Regions from separate parts of the Sus scrofa genome. Here region 1 is linked to region 2. A link is a contact called in public Hi-C data. All regions are on one chromosome and are shown on one strand. Each heading gives the region's core, a stretch centred on a gene start, on an enhancer-like site or on the middle of the called end of the contact. The rest is flanking DNA. Distances are from core to core; before and after follow the strand shown.

Region 1 (2,700 bases), core at 29-2,528, 120 kb after region 2:
ATTATGCTCATTTTGTGTGGATTAGCAAGAGACCTGAGATTAGCAAGAGCCAAGGCTCACAAGTCTTTGCACTTACTCCTCCTTCCTGCTGATGAGAAAGAGTACTCCTCTGTGACCACTATCCTTAACCTCAGATCTGAAAATGTGCAGAATGAAGTATTCAGATTGGCCCCGGATGATTCAATATGGGAGGGGAGGGCCAGAAACCCTGAAGATTTTCCAAAAGCCTTTACCTTTCCTAGAAAAGCTAAAGAAAAAAAAAAATCCACTTTTCTCTTAGATGAGAAAGCAAGAACCTGATTTCTCTAGAAAAATCCTAATTATGCTCCCTTAATTTTTGGTGAACACTTTTGTGAATTTTTTGGGTTCTGAATTCCCCTAATTGGAAGAATGGCCCCAGAGGAGAGGAGGCATGTGTGTGGTAGATGGATCTACAGGGGATCTGAGGGAAGAAAGCTAAGTGAGCAAGGAGTTAGTGCCTTTAATGAAGTCTTTGAGCCTCAAAGGCAGGAATGAGGTCTTGATTCAACAGAGAATGAGGACTGAAGAAAGAATGGTCTCTAGAGTTCCGGTTGTGGCTCAACAGTAACAAACCCGACTAGTATTCATGAGATTGCAGATTTGATCCCTGGCCTCGCTCAGCGGATCAAGGATCTGGCATTGTGGTGAGCTATGGTGTAGGTCACAGACATGGCTCAGATCCTGAATTGCTGTGGCTGTGGACTAAGGCCAGTGGCTGCAGTTCTGATTCTACCCCTAGCCTGGGAACTTCCATATGCTGCGGGAAAGGACCCAAAAAAAAGAAAGTGATCTAACTCTACCAAGAGGGAGATGGTGCCAAAGAAAAGGACCATGTGTACAAACACAGATACCTCTAGAAAACTTTTCTTTTTTTTACACATCAGTGACAATGCTGGATCCTTAATCACTAGGCCACCAGGGAACTCTGAGAAAAAAGATTTTAATAAGTAATTCTGATACCTGCTAACAGACCCTGAGCACTGCTGTAAGACCCTTCCCCCCGCCCCCACCACCCCCGGCCCACATCTAGTCCATCCCTTTTGCATAGAAGGAGAACAACTCACAGCTAAGACTCTGCCATTGATAGGAAACACTGGAAAGGACGACCTTTATAGAAGCACCAGTTAAGAGCCACCCAGCATGAAAGCAGCACTGACTCCAGGAAATTAACAGACAAACTTGCTTCAACCTGAGGCCGCTCCCTCTGATTGTGTGCTTAGCAGAGGCAGAACACAGAGGGTAAATATATCAAAGGTTTTCTGTTAATGAGTACTTCCCCAGCTTTCTCTCCCTTGGCAGGGGCAGAGGAATAGCCCAGTGGAATCGGTATGGTGCCCAGAGGATTAAGAGCTACCAAGAGCTGGTGGCAGGGATGCACCCTGAGGGAATGGTAGCCCGGAGATGCACCTGCAGGAGAAGGGAGAAAGGAGTTAAGAACAAAAGAGAAAAAAAGAGAGAGAGAGAGAGAAGGAATTCCAGGACCCCACGTATGGGCAGACTTATTCATGACACAAATGCGACGCTCTCTGTTTCATACTAAAAAGTAAAGCCAAGGGAGTCTTTGGAAGGGACTGGAATCCAGCACTAGCAGGTCGAAGTCGGTTCTGTGTTAAAGGCCCATGGTATGCAATCTCCTGGTGGCCTGCCTACTTCCAGAGGGAATCAGCTTTTCTTCTCCAACAGCACCACCTGGGGGTTAACAATAGGAACAGATCAGGGCTGCCCTATAACTTCCTCATTTTTCATCCTTTAAAGAGATCATGCCCACGTCAATTTTTTTTCCTAAAGTTTTGGGGGGTTTGTTTGTTCGTTTGTTCTTCCATTTTTAGCTGCCCCTGTGGTATGTGGAAGTTCCCAGGCCAGAGATAAAATATGAGCCAGAACTGCTGAACTACACTGCAGCTGCAGCAATGCTGGATCCTTAAACCCCTGCTCTGGGCCAGGTATTGAACCAGCCCCTCCACAGAGACAATCTGGATTACTGACCCACTGTGCCACAGTGGGAACTCTCCTGAAGTTTTATTTTTTAATTCCTGTTAAAATATGCCTTTTCTTTCACCACATATTCTCCCTTTCAAATGCTGACTATTTACTGCAAGAACCTCTTTCTCCTTCTCCCCATCCTCTCCTGTGCTTCCTTTCTCTTAGTGCTTCTCTCACACCAGCAGTGTTGTTTTGGAAGATCTGGTGTCCAGAGCAGAAAGACTGCCTCAGTTTGAAAATATGGCATCCATTAAACTCTGAGGGAGGGACTGCAAGTGAATCAACTAGACAGTAAGATTTATACTCTTGCACATGGCATGAAAACTTGAAGAAGCCTTTCAAAGCACCAAAGCATGATTGTAAATAAGTTGTGAACATATATGTATATGCATTATTGTACTAACTCACATCTTCGGCTGCAAAAATCTTGTCAAAGTTTTTTTAAGGAGCACTGCACACTCTATATGATGCCAAGCTGACATATAAGTCTACACTCAGAGAGTTCTCGTTGTAGTTCAGTGGGTTAAGAACCTGATATAGTGTCTATGAGGTTGCAGGTTGGATCCCTGGCCTTGTTCAGTGGGTTAAGGATCTAGTGTTGCTGTGGCTGTGGCACAGGCTCAGCTGCAGCTCCAATTCAACCCTAGATTGGGAACTTTCATATGCCGTAGGTGTGGTCATGAAAAAAAAGAAAAA
Region 2 (2,700 bases), core at 188-2,687:
TCTTATTTTTTTCTTTATTCTGAGCTTAGTTCTTTAGACTTCCTGATGGTTCTGGGAGCTACAAAAATATCATTCAATACATCACTTTTCTGCTTACATTAATAAGTATTGGTTCTCTTGATAGAAAAAAAAAATCCTGCCTAGTACATCCAACATACTCTCTCATATCTCATGTTTGTAATTTTTTCCCATCTGTGAGATTCTTAGTTTCTTTTTTTTTTTTTACACTTATCTTTCTCTGCTCTCAAACAGATGTAGGCTCCCATTGCAAAAAAGGGATGGTCTATGTAACAGCAGAGGTCATCTTGTACTGTTATCATATGTTAATGTGTTTTCTCCTCTGGTAGTAAACTTCTTGAGGTATATGTACCTAGCACAGAGCCTGGAACAGTATAGAGGTGCAAAAATATTTGTTGAATAAATGGATTAATGGCTCTAAATTCATTGACATTGCTCATGTTTAGTGCAAATTTTCTTGTAATACATGAATCATAACTGTCAGTTTGGGTTTGGCATATGTACTATGTGGTATTTGAAATCACTGACCAAAGGAGACATACTATAGAGCAGAGAGAGTGCTACATAGTATTCTGTGATAATCTATATAGGAAAAGAACCTGAAAAAGAATGGATGTGTGTATATATAAAACTAAACCACTTTGTTGTACGGCTGAAGTTATTGCAGCATTGAAAACCAACTATACTTCAATAAAACTTCAAAAAATAAAAAAATACCTATCAGTAATTAAAACTGATCATCCTTTAAGGCCAAGTTACCCAATAAGTTCAGCATTTATAATTTATAAGATTTAGAAAGTTTATAAAGGTTTCTCAAGCCTTATTTTTGTTTATATCCTTTTCCAGCATACACATTAGGTTAATACATTTACATATTTCCATGGTAGCTATGTTTATTAATCCAAATATCAAATTCAGGAAAATTATTAAGTCACAGTGCAAAAACAATGTCCTTCCAGGAGACTTTGTGCTATAATTTATTCATAATTATGATATTTTATACATTGTATCCATTCTGGTGGGTCCTTTAACAACTAATAATAGAGGGATCTGAGGTGATTCTTTCTTTTTCGAGGAGCCTCTATAATGCCAGGGTAGAGAAAAGAGCCTGTTTCATGGGCCATTTTTGGACAGGCTCTGTGTAGTTAGATGATCCTGTTCTGTCCCCTCTTACCCTTACAATGCCTTATACAGCCATTGGCAGCCAACTGCGGTGGTTCTGAAACCTCTCCAGGGCTGGCAGCTTCCTTTTCACTTTTACAAATCTGATTTCTAGAACCTCTGTGACACCCTGTGCAGGCAGCTTCCTAGAGTACAAAGCAGGTCCCTGTGCCAATACATTTGAGCATGCTCTGCTAGCTACTCTAGTATAGAACTTAAACCTCCAAGCATTGGCACTCCTAAGCCAGAGAGCTAAGAGGAACTGAGAGCCTTTAAAAGACTATAACCCAGGAGAGAAACCTAGGGGACCCATGCCTTAAGGCCTTTCACCCACCAAGAGTTTATTAAACATTTACTGTAGGCCCAGAACTTTGCCCCTGCTCCTGAATTTGACCCTGAGTATGCCTGAATGAAATCATTACTCTCTTTTGACTCCTTTAGTGTAAATGGAGCAGAAAAATAATCCTTTCTGTTTTCTGGTTTCTCTAGGAAAAGCAAATACATCTATATTGTCTGGAAAGAATGAGGGTTTGTTCTGGAGTTCATTGTCAGCCTCTTCCAATTATGAAATCTATCTTCAAGTCAACTGACCTCAAAAGTATGGTTGGGAATTTGTTAGGCACAGAAAGACTCAAGAGTTCTGAAAACTAAGAAACAAAAAAAAAATTTTGTTAGTCTTGGCAGGCCTCCCATTACAAATTTTGTTATTTAATGAAGGCTATTCAAAAATCCTTCCAACATTATACTTGGTGGAATTGCTCTGGTGCCACAATAAGTTATAATCACAAGTCATTTGTGTCCAACTTATTTCTTTTTTTTTTTCTTTTTTGTCTTTTTGCCATTTCTTGGGCCGCTCCCATGGCATATGGAGGTTCCCAGGCTAGGGGTTGAATCGGAGCTGTAGCCACAGGCCTACACCACAGCCACAGCAACGTGGGATCCGAGCCGTGTCTGTAACCTACACCATAGCTCACGGCAACGCTGGATCCTTAACCCACTGAGCAAGGCCAGGGATAGAACCCGCAACCTCATGGTTCCTAGTTGGATTTGTTAAACATTGAGCCACAACGGGAACTCCGTGTGTAACTTATTTCTTGTGCTCCAACTTATATTGAAGGGTGGAGTTTCAAAACAAACAAACAAAAAAGAATTGATTCCTTCCTTAGTTAGTCCCTTTGATGTATTTAGAACATATCTCCATAATAAAAATTTTCATAATTGGATAATAAGAATTTTCATTCTTGTCCTTTTCATTGCTTTGCACCTTCATTGTGGGTTAACTTGGGGCCTGTTTCGTCCTTCAGTACACAGCATCTAGTCAAGTGCCTGACTTCTGGGAGTTACTCATTAAATAGTTTATTGTAACATAAATAAAAACTTCTCAAGAAATAAAAGAGGTAAAAGAGAAAACTCTTGCCTTTGAGATTAGAGTAGAGCAGAATCACATATGTGGAGCTACTGTAAGGCAAGTAATGATGTCAGAGGTGGCCCCCATGTCATTTTTGACCATGAAAACTGGAG

What was found. Hi-C and Micro-C count contacts between places; a contact is called where the count stands out from the background.
Region 1: a Hi-C map of liver shows a contact between it and region 2, with 5 times the contacts expected there. The contact joins two enhancer-like sites. A contact is called at or near these places in 5 of 47 Hi-C or Micro-C datasets (embryonic fibroblasts, liver and retroperitoneal adipose tissue) and 1 of 2 datasets of contacts at active chromatin or transcription factors (skeletal muscle).

What each region holds. Positions count from the first base shown.
Region 1 is chr4:51,397,208-51,399,907 of Sscrofa11.1, forward strand. No RefSeq gene overlaps it. Among named protein-coding and RNA genes, the nearest start is that of C4H8orf59, 71 kb to the right of the region's middle. Within about 2 kb of position 1,279, at least 6 of the 83 cell types and tissues checked have an H3K27ac peak or open chromatin away from gene starts, as enhancers often do. A contact at or near this core is called in liver, where this site is marked.
Region 2 is chr4:51,279,959-51,282,658 of Sscrofa11.1, forward strand. No RefSeq gene overlaps it. Among named protein-coding and RNA genes, the nearest start is that of CA3, 43 kb to the left of the region's middle. Within about 2 kb of position 1,438, at least 6 of the 83 cell types and tissues checked have an H3K27ac peak or open chromatin away from gene starts, as enhancers often do. A contact at or near this core is called in liver, where this site is marked.